Regions from separate parts of the Mus musculus genome. Here region 1 is linked to region 2. Evidence: chromatin contacts called from public HiChIP or PLAC-seq data. All regions are on one chromosome and are shown on one strand. The core of a region is the stretch at or near the end of the contact, and the rest is flanking DNA. Distances in the headings are between cores, read along the strand shown. Region 1 holds the start of C9 (complement component 9). Region 2 overlaps Ttc33 (tetratricopeptide repeat domain 33).

What was found. HiChIP or PLAC-seq counts read pairs in DNA pulled down with a chosen protein or histone mark.
Region 1: a contact with region 2 is called in an H3K27ac HiChIP or PLAC-seq map of extraembryonic endoderm stem cells, with 6 times the contacts expected there. The contact joins the promoter of C9 here to the enhancer-like site in region 2. A contact is called at or near these places in 6 of 39 promoter capture datasets (the 3T3-L1 cell line, 3T3-L1-derived adipocytes, cranial neural crest and 2 more), 2 of 484 Hi-C or Micro-C datasets (bone marrow-derived macrophages and liver) and 1 of 115 datasets of contacts at active chromatin or transcription factors (extraembryonic endoderm stem cells).

The regions. Positions count from the first base shown.
Region 1 is chr15:6,444,047-6,446,746 of GRCm38.p6, reverse strand. C9 (complement component 9) reads right to left here and starts at 1,401. Exons shown (of 11, transcript NM_013485.3): 1 at 1,264-1,401. The coding sequence starts at 1,346.
Region 2 is chr15:5,198,732-5,201,431 of GRCm38.p6, reverse strand. The region is part of intron 2 of Ttc33 (tetratricopeptide repeat domain 33); the gene reads right to left. Among named protein-coding and RNA genes, the nearest start is that of Ttc33, 15 kb to the right of the region's middle. Within about 2 kb of position 1,366, at least 16 of the 459 cell types and tissues checked have an H3K27ac peak or open chromatin away from gene starts, as enhancers often do. A contact at or near this core is called in extraembryonic endoderm stem cells, where this site is marked.

The DNA.
Region 1 (2,700 bases), core at 152-2,651, 1.2 Mb before region 2:
GGCTTTGGTTAAACTTAGGGGAATTGAACTGGACACAGGACATGATTAATGCAGACGGAGGAAGAGTGTCCAGGCATGTGTTGGTGTTGGGGCAATTTTCTGTTCTGTCCTCAGAGAACAAGCTATAATGGACTACATGGGTTTGTGTCTTCTGTGATATTTACATGGAAGGAAGGGAGAGCTTCAAGCAGCCGTGATCTCTAGCACTTCTGGGTGCAGTGATGTGCAAGAGGCTTTTACTGTCCCCTTGATTTATTGGCTGGGTGTATTTGGCATGGTGTCACACTCTGTTTTCTGTTGCTGACACAGAATGCCTGATGTGGGTGATGCATACAGGAGAGAATTTTACTCTTCTCACAATTCTCATGACTACAAATTGCAAACAGGCATCTGGACAGGATTCCTGTGGTTGTGTCCTAACATGGTCACTAGAAGCAAAATGGGAAGTTCCTGTATTCAGAAGAGTCACATATGTAAGGAGACATGAGTTGGAGGAAGAACCTAGCCAGACAGATCTGCTAGGAGCCACTCCTGCTAGGCTTGGCCCATTCCTCAGAGATAGTCCATTTATGACTGTGGAATCCTGAGACCTTCTACCCCTTAAGAGCTCCACCACCTCTTTCTGCTGCCACACCAGGGGACTGAGTTTCCAGCACATGCAACCTCGGGGACACCCTTATACCTTATGGGTTTTGCAAACCCAAGAAGCATCGGATAAGAAGGAAATAAAGAGGCCGTGCTGGAAGCAGAACCATCGAAGCTGTACCATGGCAATTCTTGGGTAGAGCAAATAGACCCTCAGACCCAGGAACCAAAATGTGGACCACGGAATGGAATGTCACAGAAGAGAAGACAAGACAAATAGTTAGCCTTTGCTTAATGTGGGGGCCAAAGGGCCATGCAGCCAACAGTTAAAAATTATTAGGTTTTGAGATAAAGGACACAAATATTAACTTTCCTCATTGTGAATTTCTCAGCCCATAGACACTGATCAGCACTGATTTATCAGAAACTGGAGACAACCGTTTCTTTTTCCCTCTGATCCTAAATGTTTAAAGGAAATATCTTAGCATTAACATTTCAGTCCCTCCTTTAGCACAAACACCCAGAAGCATGAATACACTTGTTTAGAAAGTTGAAATCCTGGGTGTTGTATAGGTCACTGTTTAGCTTAACCTTTATTGTCCCTACTTTGCTGTTAAGCCCTGGACAGCAGATTCCACAGTAGAATTCCAGAGATAAACAGACAAGCTATGGACTCACCTGGAAACGGGTATTGGCATCTGTGCATTGACACCCAAGGCAAAGATGGCAAGGGCTAAGGTGATGGCCATGCCTGAGGCCATGCTGCTCCTCCTGGGGAGCCCTGGAGGCTTGCAAAGCATTCCTTTGCAGCCGGAGGACAAGGGGCAGTTCTGTTCTGGGTTTTGTTCATAGGTGTTGGCTTAGGCTAAGTGTCAAGGTCCAACCAATGGAGAGTCATTGTAATTCCTGACTGCTATTTTCCCTTATTGACAAAGTGTCATTATGCAATAAACCAAAAAAAAAAAAAAAAAATGCCAAGGTGGGGAAAAATTAGGAGCTGGGTTAAAAATAAAGCAACCAATAAAACAAAATCCTAGCAGTTCTTTCCTTGGGAGACTCTGGAAGGGAAGCTAAAGAGAGAGGTATAATTTGTGGGAGAGACCTATGGATTATTCTTATAGAGTCCTAGGCTCAGAATAACTACAGAAAGAACACAATGAAAGATGAGGCATAGGTGGGGGATATTCTAAGCACCTCTCCCTCTGAAAGTCAGATATGTGGCTTGTTTCCACCCAAGCAAGGTAACGTGTGGAAATGTAAGCTTTTTGTGTATAAGTTACACACCTCTTATATGTATATTTTTCTGAAAAATGCAAAGTAAGCACCACAAGGCTTTAGCAACAGCCACCAAATGGATTTGGCCTGATTATGATGGAAGCACACACCAAAAGGATAGGATTATCCTCTGCCATAAGGAACACTGCTTGCCTGACATCTCCACATTCTCCAGGGCCATTGAGAGGGAAAGGTTCTGGAAGCGCTGATGGGTGTGGACCGTGCAACCTCTCTGAGAGCACTGATTAGTCAGGAGAATGACCCAGGGATGTTGCAAGTGTGGAAGGCTGTTAGTCTTTATCTTACTCAAATTTAACTGACTGGGGCTTCTCAATTCTTCCTAATGTGTGGCTAGGGTTGGGACTTAGAATACACAATGGGTGTAGAGAGATATCTGATGTGTTGGAGGTTTGTGGGTAATATATTATGAATTTACAATGTCTCATGACACTCTTTTTATCTAGTGTTTTGTTTGTTTGGGGCAGGGTCTGATAGGGTAGTTCAGGCTAGCCTGAGACTTGCTGCAGCCCTTCTGCCTAGACCCAGTTGCTACAGTTACAGGTATGAGCACATACCCAGCTGTTCCTAGCAGTTTTGTTTTGTGGAGGCAGATTTGCCTCAAACCCTCCCCTTGCATAGTTGAGGATGACCTTCAACTCCTGATCATTCTGTATCCATTCCCCAAGGATGGAGACTGCAGGCTTGCACCAAGTTGCATGGCTCCCTGATACAGTTCTTAAGAGACATTCATAGAAAATGATTAATTACAATAGAGCAAATCTTGAATATTAGCATAGGCAAAGGTAAAACAGATGTCTGTCTGGTTGGTGGGATGACAGA
Region 2 (2,700 bases), core at 117-2,616:
ATTTACACAGAAGCTTCTAATGAAGTCAGAAAGAACCAAACATCTATCTACACAAGACTAACTGAAACAGCAGGAAGGCGCTGATGCTGCAAGATGGTGCACACAACACTGGATAAAGGTCATTTCCAAAGCAAATTTACACAATGGTGCAGCATCTACTAGTACAAGAAACTTATAGGGTTTTACTGTACCAACTACAGTTACCCACTTCTAGTATCCTCTGTACACCCATAGAAAGAACAGTGCTTCTTAACCCCCACCCCCAATGCTATGACCCTTTATTACACTTCCTCAGGGTGTAGTGACCCCCAACCATAAAATTACTTCATTGCTACTACATATTTTTACTATTGTTGTGAACAGTAATTTAAATATCTGATATGTCATCTCTGTGAAGGGGTCATTCAAACCCCTCAAAGGGGTCACGACCCACAGGTTGAAAATCTGTACTAGAAAGTGAATTTTTCTGAAATATGTACAAAGTCACAGTTTTAATCTTCCAAGTTTGACTTCTGATAGAGGGATAATTAAATATATGTACTACCTATATTTTCATTCATTTCACACACATGTCAGAAAATTATAAGTCAACAGAAATCAATGTCACAGAATAATTTTGACCAAATAAAAGATAAAAAATAAGCCTCGTGATCATAGCAAGTTGTCTTGTCTTGGTTTTCATTCTTTGTGAATCTTATATCCTCTCATCTCCCCATCCCTTCATATCTACCCTCCACCATTGCAACCTCCCTACAAAAGAAAATAAGCTAAAATAGACACACACACACACACACACACACACACACACATATATATATCTTGTCATGGAGGCTGTAGTGTGTCAGTGTGTCACACAGTATATCCTTTTGTCTACACATCTTTACATGTATGGGTTCGTTGCAATGAGTCATTGGTCTGGTTTGAGGCCTCAGGCTTCTGCTACACTATCAACACTGGATCCTCACTGGGACTCCTCTCAGATATCCTGTTGTTGCTCTGTGTCCGAGAGGTCCTGGGGCTTTACATGTGCAGGACAGGCCTCTTCAGATCATAGACTGAGCAGATGCTGGGGTAGCCAGCTCAGAGCCCTGGATCTGGACCTTGTGGGGAGCTGAGTTGGTCAGCCCACCAGCTCTCCTGGGCTAGCCTCACCAGGCCAGGCTCTCCAGAACTGCTCTGGCTAGCTCACCCAAGGCCACAGCTGGCAAGGAGAAGGGTCAGTGTTCCCCACTGTCATGCCCTAAGGGCTGGGGGCTGGCTCCCCAAGGCCAGCTCTATTGTGCTGCCCAGGGGAGGGAAATGAAGGTCTGGCTATCCTGAGTGCTGCAGCCAGTGAGGGGAAGGGCTATCTCTCCTGCTGTCATGACTCATGCCTCAGGTGGGGAGAGGAGAGGCAGAAGAGGGCATCGCTCCTTCACCCATGCGCCTTATCTTCTCTTTGTTTGTTTGGTTGGTTGGTTGGTTTTGTTTTTCGAGACAGGGTTTCTCTGTGTAGTCCTGGCTGTCCTGGAACTCACTCTGTAGCCCAGGCTGGCCTCGAACTCAGAAATCCGCCTGCCTCTGCCTCCCGAGTGCTGGGATTAAAGGCGTGCGCCACCACGCCCGGTTCCTTGTCTTCTCTTTAATGATAAATCTGCCTATTTTAATGATAAGTCCACAAAATATGGAAATGGAAAAACATAAATAGAATTCACTCCTTCCCTTGAATTAAACCCAACCCCCTCTCTCATAAGAAAAGCCCCCCTTACCAAATGTGTTCTAGGAACATGCTAGCAAGACGGCTCTGCGGTAACAGTGCTTTCCCCAAGCCTGACGACCTGACTTTGATCCCTGAAATCTATAGGATGAAAAGGAAAAAACAAAATCCCACATGTTGCCCTCTGACATCTACATGTGAACAATGGCATGTGCCCACCATGTACATGTACCATAAATAAATAAAAATGAATCTGTACAAAATTATCCTGGTAAATATTGGTAATAGCACTCTCTCAGTAACACTTTAGAGAACAAATTGAAACTTTGAATCTGTTTCTGTGCCTGTTACAGGTTCTGTGCATGCAGTGGGACCGGCACTCAGCTCCCCTAACAGGGATCCACATTTCTGGAGGAGTGAGGTAAACACAGAGCAGTCTAGAGTGAAGATATTTATTATATTATGACATGGGATGATGCAGAACAAGCCACGACTAGAAAACTGCTGCCTCTGACTAGTCTGAAGCATTAGATTTCACAATTAAAATGTAACCTGGGCTAGAAATGGAGCTCACTGTCCTGACATCATTTCAGCCTATCTGGAGAATTTAAAAATGTAAGAGAATCTATCCTTGTGATTACTGAAGACTTTCACATCTATCAGATGAATATGCAAACTCTAAGAAGATTAATAAATTACATCCAGAAACTTACAATACAAAATATACATACACTAATCTAACGTATATCTCAGCAGAACATTAGAAATATGATTAATGAAATGGGAAATAGAGGGGAAATGCATGAGCCGCTCAAAAGCCAGAAGCGCCGATTTCTGGTTATGTACACATGCTTTCTGTGTGCCTCTCAGCAAAGTTACAGAGTACCAAACAGTCTGTTGCTACTATGCCTACTAAGTTTTCATGACTTACCCACAGGGTAGTAACCATGTATCTCATGAAAAGTAAGTGCTCTGCCTCTCAGGTAGACTGTGAGTGCTTCCAA